2 separate regions of the Canis lupus genome follow, and region 1 is linked to region 2. A link is a contact called in public Hi-C data. All regions are on one chromosome and are shown on one strand. The core of a region is the stretch at or near the end of the contact, and the rest is flanking DNA. Distances in the headings are between cores, read along the strand shown.

Region 1 (4,202 bases), core at 913-3,412, 82 kb before region 2:
ACCCAATGGTGCACCTCCTCCTTCCTCCCGTTTGTGGCCCAGATGACCATGTCCAGTAGTGTTAGCCATCCAGTCACGACAGCACCCTTACTGAGAAGGGCAGTGGCATGGTCCAGCCTGCGTGGGCTATGCAGTCGCTGAAGTTCTGCAGACAACTTCTGTTGAAACCTGGTGCGGGTTAGGAGAGTCTCCTTTTCTCTTATTCAGAACATGGGGCAGATTCCCTGACCGAATTAGGTCTGCTTCTGACTATGACCTGCCTCCACATGCCTCACCTCCAAACAGTATCTTCCTGCACGAGGCCACCTACAGCCCACACGACCTGCAGGTCCAGCTCCAGGGCCCGCTTTGCACCCAGGTCTTCCTGGGTAGCCTCACCTGTGTGGATGTCTTCCCTTCCCAGGAACTCGGGGCAGCAGTGCTGTGGTTTCAATGTGACTTGGATGGTCCCACCTTCCTCCCGATCACAGAGAGCCCCTCCTGCAAGTACCCAGGTAAACACAAAGCCTAAACTAAACCTGCGTGCCGCTACTCGATGCTCCTCCAAGACGTGTTCTCTACACCTGTCTTCCTGGTGCCTCCCTTCTGCCAAGCGACAGGGAAATTCTGGAGCCTTTAGAAGCAGGAGCAATAAGTCTGTTCCACAGTTTGTTTGTTTGTTTGTTTAAGATTTTACTTATTTATTCATGAGAGACACAGAGAGAGGCAGAGACACAGGCAGAGGGAGAAGCAGGCTCCATGCAGGGAGCGTGATGCGGGACTCCATCCTGGGATCACATCCTGGGCCCGAGGCAGAGGCTCCACCGCTGAGCCCCCCAGGCATCCCCTGTTCTACACACTTGATTGTGTTTAGCATGGCACTACTGCAGGCGCCTCGTACTGTTCGTGTGCGTTTCTCCTCCCAGGTCTTGGTCTTGTTCCAGGAGAAGGAACTGTATCCGCCCTACACCGCTTGCTCCAAAGGGTCTTGCAGGGGCCTTCGTGTAGCCAAGAAGGTACCAGTCACTGAAGACCGTGGCTGGTGTGCTCAATACAGACTAGCCTCTGCACGTCAGCAAGCCGACCTTAGCGTGGTATTTATAGGAGTGATGCTGATAGTCATAATGAATAATCGTTGCTGCTCTCATAATTGCATTTTTTGTTGATTTCTCCAGTTGTTTAAGGCCATTTATAACAAGCCAATTGGACTTTAAATCCCACCACTGCCATTTTCCATGGTAATACTGTACTTTCTCATCACTCCTTTAAAAACTGTACTCAGCACATTCTGTAGGCCGAGGAAATAAACTTCTCATCTGTAGCATGTCTATCAATAAACATGTTTTAATTCCAATCACACGTCTCCTCAGTGTAGGATTATTTCTCATCCCCTTCAAATGGCAATTGCAGTTTATTTATATACCGGATAATCAGTGTTTGCCATGGTCTTCCTGGGGTGACAGCTGTGGGGCTGGTGTTAACCCCAGAGGCAGCACAGGGCCACGGTCCTCTATCCAGAGTCCTTGGGGCCAAACATGTTTTGGAATTTGATGCTTTTTGGACTTTTGAAAGGTCGTACATTCCCGAGCCACAGATTTTTATGATACTCTCAGTGATAGCCGGGCCTTGTCCAGTGACCAAAACATGAGGACTTCCGTGGGAAGACCTAGTGAGAGCAGCTTAGGGGGTGTCACCCTTGTTTGGGTCAGGTCTGCTGCTAAACGAGGGTTGGCATCAGACTTCCTGGTTTCCAAGCTTTTCCGAGGGTGCCCTCTGAAGATGGGCTTGGGGGGGGGGGGGTTGCTCCACCTCCCGCCACGTTCGTGGGGCTGGGACTGGGGTGCCAGAGTCCAGACCAGTCCCGGAGCCCCAGCCCTCTCCTCTCCTTACCCCCGCGCCCCCCCCCACCCATGCATCACTCATTCTCAGGCATCACAACTACCTTCAGCAGACAGAGGTGGGGGCCCGAGGTGCGGGCAGCAGGCGGAGCCCGGAGCGCCCAGGGGAGTGAGACGCCCCGGGCAGGCTGCGAGGCTGGAGGAAGAGGCTCGGGCTCTAGGGCTTGAACCCCCACATTCATGTTCTTCCGGACCTGGAACTGGAGGTCCCGAGATCACGGTCACGGATCAGGTGCCCCAGGCTGCTGGTTTCAGCACCGCTTGAGGACGGCCCCTCTCCGCGCACCCCGCTGCCTGCTTCCCTGCGCCACCTCCCCCTCTCGCACCCCAACGGCCTGCCTGATGAGGCCCCGCTAACCTCCTCCTCAACACGTAGGAGCGGGGTGGGGGGGGCTCAGCGGGTGGGCTGGAGGTGCACAGCCCAGCTGCTAGGAGCTCGTGGTCTAGGGGTGGCCCCCGGCCAGGGAGGGCGCGGGGCGCGGGGCGCGGGGGCACCGGCGCGTGCACGGCACTGCGGACCCGGCAGAGGGCGCGTCCCGCCCTGTGCCCGGGGCAAGGCCCAGCTCCTCCGCCTGGGCTGCGAGCCGCCCCCAGGAACCCCGCCCCCGGGGCACACGCCCCCCAGGCCGGCCTTGCGCCCAGGGCCTCCCCTCAGCCCCCGGGCCCCGCGCGGACGCTCGCCCCCACCCTGCAGGGCCCGCCCGCGGGGCTTCCGACGCGGTGGCTCCGAGGCCCGGCTGGAGAGAGACCCAGCACCCGGGCCCGCCTCCCCGTCTGCGCGGCCCCCGCTCCTTCCGGGCCCGCCCCCGACGCCCGCGCCGCGCCGAGCGCGCTGAGCCCGAGACCTGCGAGCGGAGACTTCGGACCAGGCCTCGCAGGCCGCCCCCAGGAGCCGCACAGCCGCTAGCGGCGCCCGGGGCAGGCCGCCGGCACCCGGACTCCTTAGGCCACTTTGCCAGAACCTTCTCTAAAAAGGAATTTCAGGGATCCCTGGGTGGCGCAGGGGTTTGGCGCCTGCCTTTGGCCCAGGGCGCGATCCTGGAGACCCGGGATCGAATCCCACGTCGGGCTCCCGGTGCATGGAGCCTGCTTCTCCCTCTGCCTGTGTCTCTGCCTCTCTCTCTCTCTCTGTGACTATCATAAATAAATAAATTTAAAAAAACAAAAAATTTTTTAAAAAGGAATTTCACATCGCAGCGCGTGGAAGCGCCGCAAACGCGCAGCCTCGGTCCACAGTACCCGTGTTAGACCTTGACAGGAGAGGCCCATAGCCGGGCGCAGGGCTCCGGAGAGCCCAAGGCTCCTGGGGGGGGGGGGGGGGGGGGCAACCAGGGCTCCTTACAGGGCGGGTTTCCTGCTACCTCAGGGCCCTCCCAACTTAGGAAGCTATGCTCCTTATGTAATGAAGTTCTCATCTCTATTCTGAGGGGCTGTTTGCCCAATTAATAAAAGATCATCAAAATATCAGAAGGATACTTTATAGAAAAAGGAAAATGCATGTGCTTGCGTGTAATTCATGGAGTGTGCATGCATGCGTGCACTTGGCAGATTCGCACCAAGATGCTGTGAGCACACACGCGCGTGGAGGTAGGCCACTGACCAGTGGAAAGGGCCTGGTGCTCTTTCTCAGCCGGACAGCAGTTTACAGGGCGTGCGGGTTGATTCAGAGAGCACTGACGGAGTAGATCCTGGTAACAAATCATGATGTCATGAAGACAGTGCTGAACCAAGAGACAGATTTCTGGGGCGGGGGGGCGGGGGGGGGGCGGGGTCTGTTTTATCATTTCCAAAATGAAACTAACTACAGTGTTTGTGATGGATTTTCAGATGCTAAAATCTGTGGTTCATTGATTTTTTACTGTAGCACTTGCTGTGGGGGAGGCAGCAAAGCAAAGAAACCGAAAGCACAGACTGAGTGTCCAGTCAGGGCCCAAAGGCCAGCACCACTGCCCAAACGGGTGTTTCGGGCGCCCACACCCACGTCTGTGGTTCTCCAAACACTGAGGCTCACTCAGTGTCCAAACTCACTGAGTGTCCAAACACTCAGTTCCACTCTGACACTATGTGCAGTTATTGCAGACCCCACAGGTTACCAGCTCAGACCCCCACACCTGGCCCATTTTGAGGTCAGTCACAAGTGCTGGGCCACCTGCACTTCTGACTATGGGCCATAAACTGGACAGTCCCCTGATCCCCTGTCCCCAGGCTCCATCGAACTGGAACAGCTCGCAGAAGTCAGGAACACTCCATATCCCCATTTCCTGCCTCATTATAAGGGATGTGACTCCGGAAAGCCAAGCAGAGTATCTGGGAGGGAAGGCATCC
Region 2 (4,112 bases), core at 1,192-3,691:
CTACAATCAATTTAGGACATTTTCATCATCTCAAATAAGAAATGATGCACCCATTAGGAGATACTCCTTACTGACCTCCAACCTCTCCAGCCATAGGCAGTCAAAATCTACTTCTTTCTATAGATTTGCTTAGATTGGACATGTCATATTGATGGAATCATACAATAATGTAGTATTGTGTGACTGGTTTCTTTCTTTCTTTTTTTTTTTTTTTTAAGATTTATTTATTTATTTATTCATGAGAGAGGCAGAGACACAAGAGGAGGGAGAAGCAGGCTCCATGCCAGGAGCCCAACATGGGACTCAATCCTGGGACTCCAGGATTGCACCCGGGGCCAAAGGCAGGCACCAAACCGCTGAGCCACACAGGGATCCCAGTGTGACTGGTTTCTTAGCATGATTTTGAGATTCATTCATATGGTAGCATATATTAGTATTTTATTCCTTTTTATGGGCAAATAATATTCCAGTATTTGGGTATAACATATTTCATCCATCCATCTGTTGATTGACATTTGGGATGTTTCCACTTTTTTGGCAACTATGAATAATGTTGCTATGAGCATCTGTGGACAAGTTTTTGCATGGACACGTGTTTTCCTTATTGTTGGGAATTACTCCATGAGACTGGAATTGCTGGATCATATGGCATCTCTATATTTCAACACTCAATGAAGGACAAGGCTGTTTTTCAAGGTGGCTGCATCATTTTGTATTCCCACCAGTCATGCATGGGATAATTGTGACCGTTGGGGTCTTCCAACAAGCTGTACACAGCAGGAGGGCTAAACCAGTACCTGTGTAGTTGCAGAAGTGGGAGTGGAGTAGTGCCTGGAGTTTTGTACTCGGTAGGCAGAAACAAAGGAAGTAGGGTACTTATAGCAGCAGTCTAGGGTGGAATGCAGAACCCAGCAATATTCTAGGGTGAACAGTGTTGCCTTTGTCTCCTATACGACCACAGTCCCAGGCCTCCATCTTTCTTCCAATTTCCAGGTGTGGGACCCAGGAAACTTGACAAAAATCCCCTACCCCTGGACAAGCAGAGCAGGACTAACTCAGTTTTGTGCTGCACCCGCCACCTCCTCTATGACCCCCACATGACCTGCTTATTGCTTAGGGTGCTGCCCCACCTTGGTCAAGCCGCTGGGCACACCCTAATCGGAAATCGGCTCAGTGATAGGCCAGCTCAAGTGGATACTATAGGGTAAGGTGTAATTCAATCGGCCACCTGCGTGTGGACCGACAGGACTGTGCAACTTTCTGCGTATCCCATGGGCCACTGGCCCCTATAAAGCTGCTACGCCTCTTAGCCTTGGGGTCCAAGTCCTGCTCCACTGTGTCGGGTGCACTTGGACCCAAGCTCGAGCTTGTACTAAACCCTCGTGTGTTTGCATCGGTGTCGGCTCCTCGGTGGTTTCTCGGGTTTGCGATCTTGGGCACAACACCAGGTCTGCAGAGAAGTTCAGCTGGGCAGCTAGCAGGGCTGAACCGGTCACACAAGACAGTGGGAGAGACGGACGCCTGGGTGGCTCCGTGGTTTAGCGTCTGCCTTCGGCCCAGGGCGTGATCCTGGAGACCCGGGATCGGGTCCCTGCATGGAGCCTGCTTCTCCCTCTGCCTGTGTCTCTGCTTCTCTCTCTTTCTCTGTATCATGAATGAATAAATAAATAAAATTAAAAAACAAAACAAAACAAAAAACAGTGGGAGAGGCCGAGAGAAGACTGAGAAGACACGAGATCCCACACGCTGGGGGCCTCGAGGTGCCTTCCTAGTTCCCTTTCTCAGGCTTTGGGACACACACAGCATCACGAGGCGGCAGCACTCCCAGATGTCGGTGTCGGGGAGGCTGAAGGGCCTTTAGACCCCAAATGATGATTTTCCAGAGACAAAACTTATGTATTTTTAAAAAAAGATTTTATTTATTCATGAGAGACACAGAGAGAGGCAGAGACACAGGCAGAGGGAGAGGCAGGCTCCCCGCAGGGGGCCCGATGCGGGACTCGATCCAGGGTCTCCAGGGTCAGGCCCTGACCCAGGCGCCCCAACTGTGTATGTATTAAAGCTAAGCTGACTCCTGGGAGGCAGTTGTTGGTTAAGCGGCGACCCCCTCCGTCTCCGGGTCCGCACCCTTCTTAACGAGAGACCCGACTGCGTTCCGGGGGCGCTGGGCTGGGCCGGGGGGCGGGAGGCGCTGGAGAAACTTGGGGCCCAGCACCTCCCCGCAGCCCCGCGCCACCCCGAGCGCCACCTCCCGGCTGCGGCCCGCCCCTCGCGCCGTCGGGGTCCTACCTGCCGCTCGGCCACTCCGCCCCGCGCCGCACAGGGCGCCCTGAGGTACGCACCGGAAGTGGGCGCTGTCACCATGGGAACCGAGGCCCGCGCCCTCGCGGGGGCTGAATTACTGAGCCTGCGCGGGGCGGCCTCGTCTTGGCCACGCCCCCTCCTGGGGTCGGGGACCGTTGGGGCGACTGCAGCAGCGCCCTTCCCCGGGGGAGGCTCGGTATAGTAGGAATACGGTGTGACAGCAAACAATTCAATGCTTTATTTTATTTTATTTTATTTTATTTTAAGATTTTAAAAATGTATTCCTGAGAGACCCAGGCAGAGGGAGAAGCAGGCGCCCTGCGGGGAGCCCGATGCAGGACTCGATCCTGAGACCCCGGGGTCACGGCCTGAGCCCAGGCAGGCGCTCCCCCGCTGAGCCATCCGGGCGCCCCTAAATTCAAAACAATTTATGGGCTTGAAGGGGTTAGATTGACCCTGGAGGTGAGGTTGAGAGAATAATGATGTCCGCACACAACCTGTACTTTCTGTGTATATATTTGGGTCTGTTTGGTTTGGGGTGCCTCAAACTCTGTATAGTTGGATTGTGGGGTTTTTTGTTTTTTCTTTTTTATGATCTGAGGATCTTTCTATCATTAAGGATTAAATACGTTTACTGACATTGCTGTAGTTTGCAAATCAGTATAAGAACTTGGTGAAAGATTGTCCTGAACGGGAGCACTGAACACACGCCTAGATTTGGGTTGAAGTAGGCAGGACCGTGCTGGGTGCTGGGTGCTGGGTGGCAGGAGCCAGAAGGTGTGCACCAGAGGCTGGTGGGCGGATCCCATGGCGGTTAGAACAGCTAAGTCACTAAGCCCCTTGAGAATGATAGTTTTAGAGCCCGTTAGGGTGTGATGACAGAGGGACGGAGGAGTCGTTTGGGGTGATGGAACTTCTCTGGATGCTGATTGCGCTGGAATTTACACAAATCGATACATGTGCTAAACCTATAACAAGGCAGTTTTATTGTATTTTAATTTTAAAAAATAGAAATTTACAATTTAACCCCCAAATAAGTAAACCTCCTGTGTCTGACCACCCAAGGTGATGGATATTTTGTTTCTTTAACCAGTCTGATTTCTCTGCGATGTCTCTTCAGCTGTCCGTGTTTTATCTATAATTAAAAATGGCAGAGTTCATCAGTCTTACCAAGACTAAGACTTGATGCTGCCCCTGTCATAGATTTGGTATTTAGGGCGCCTGGGAGGCTCAGTCAGGTAAGCATCTGCCTTTGGCTCAGGTGGTAATCCTAGGGTCCCGGGACCAAGCCCTATGTTGGGCTCCCGGCTCAGTGGGGAGCCTGCTTCTCCCCTGCTTGTGCTCTCTCTCTCTCTCTCTCTCTCTCTCTCTCACACACACACACACACACACACACACACACACAAAATTGGTATTTATGGTGAGCATTCTGAACACTGGTGCTCACCCACAGTGCCAACACATTTCTAAAAAAGGGGATTATGGGTTGGGGTTAGGGTTAGATTGGAGTTGGGATTCTGTTAGGTTTGAGTGAAATTCATAATAAATGAGAGGAGAGGGAGCCTTGAGCAGAGGTGTTTCAGAGAATGCTGGGAATGGGCCACACTTTAGCCTTTTTATATCAGGAGCAAGACCGCCAGTGTGTTTGCCTCTGACGGGTAGAATAATGAGAGTTTGTATTTTATTCTCTATACGTTACTGTGTTGTTCAGATTTGCAGTTAAAAACATGTGCCACTTTTATAAAAGAAAAAGCTAATGCTAAAAAGGAAGACTGAAGTTGATCTTCCTAAATATCTGGAGCAGGTAT

Evidence for each region. A called contact is a pair of places that touch in the nucleus more often than the background predicts.
Region 1: a contact with region 2 is called in a Hi-C map of blood, with 4 times the contacts expected there. The contact joins the enhancer-like site here to the promoter of LOC102154687 in region 2. A contact is called at or near these places in 3 of 9 Hi-C or Micro-C datasets (amygdala, blood and liver).

Annotation. Positions count from the first base shown.
Region 1 is chr7:78,745,496-78,749,697 of UU_Cfam_GSD_1.0, reverse strand. No RefSeq gene overlaps it. Among named protein-coding and RNA genes, the nearest start is that of MYO5B, 16 kb to the left of the region's middle. Within about 2 kb of position 2,162, at least 9 of the 20 cell types and tissues checked have an H3K27ac peak or open chromatin away from gene starts, as enhancers often do. A contact at or near this core is called in blood, where this site is marked.
Region 2 is chr7:78,663,392-78,667,503 of UU_Cfam_GSD_1.0, reverse strand. It overlaps LOC102154687, which reads left to right and starts at 2,441. Exons shown (of 3, transcript XM_038543941.1): 1 at 2,441-2,766.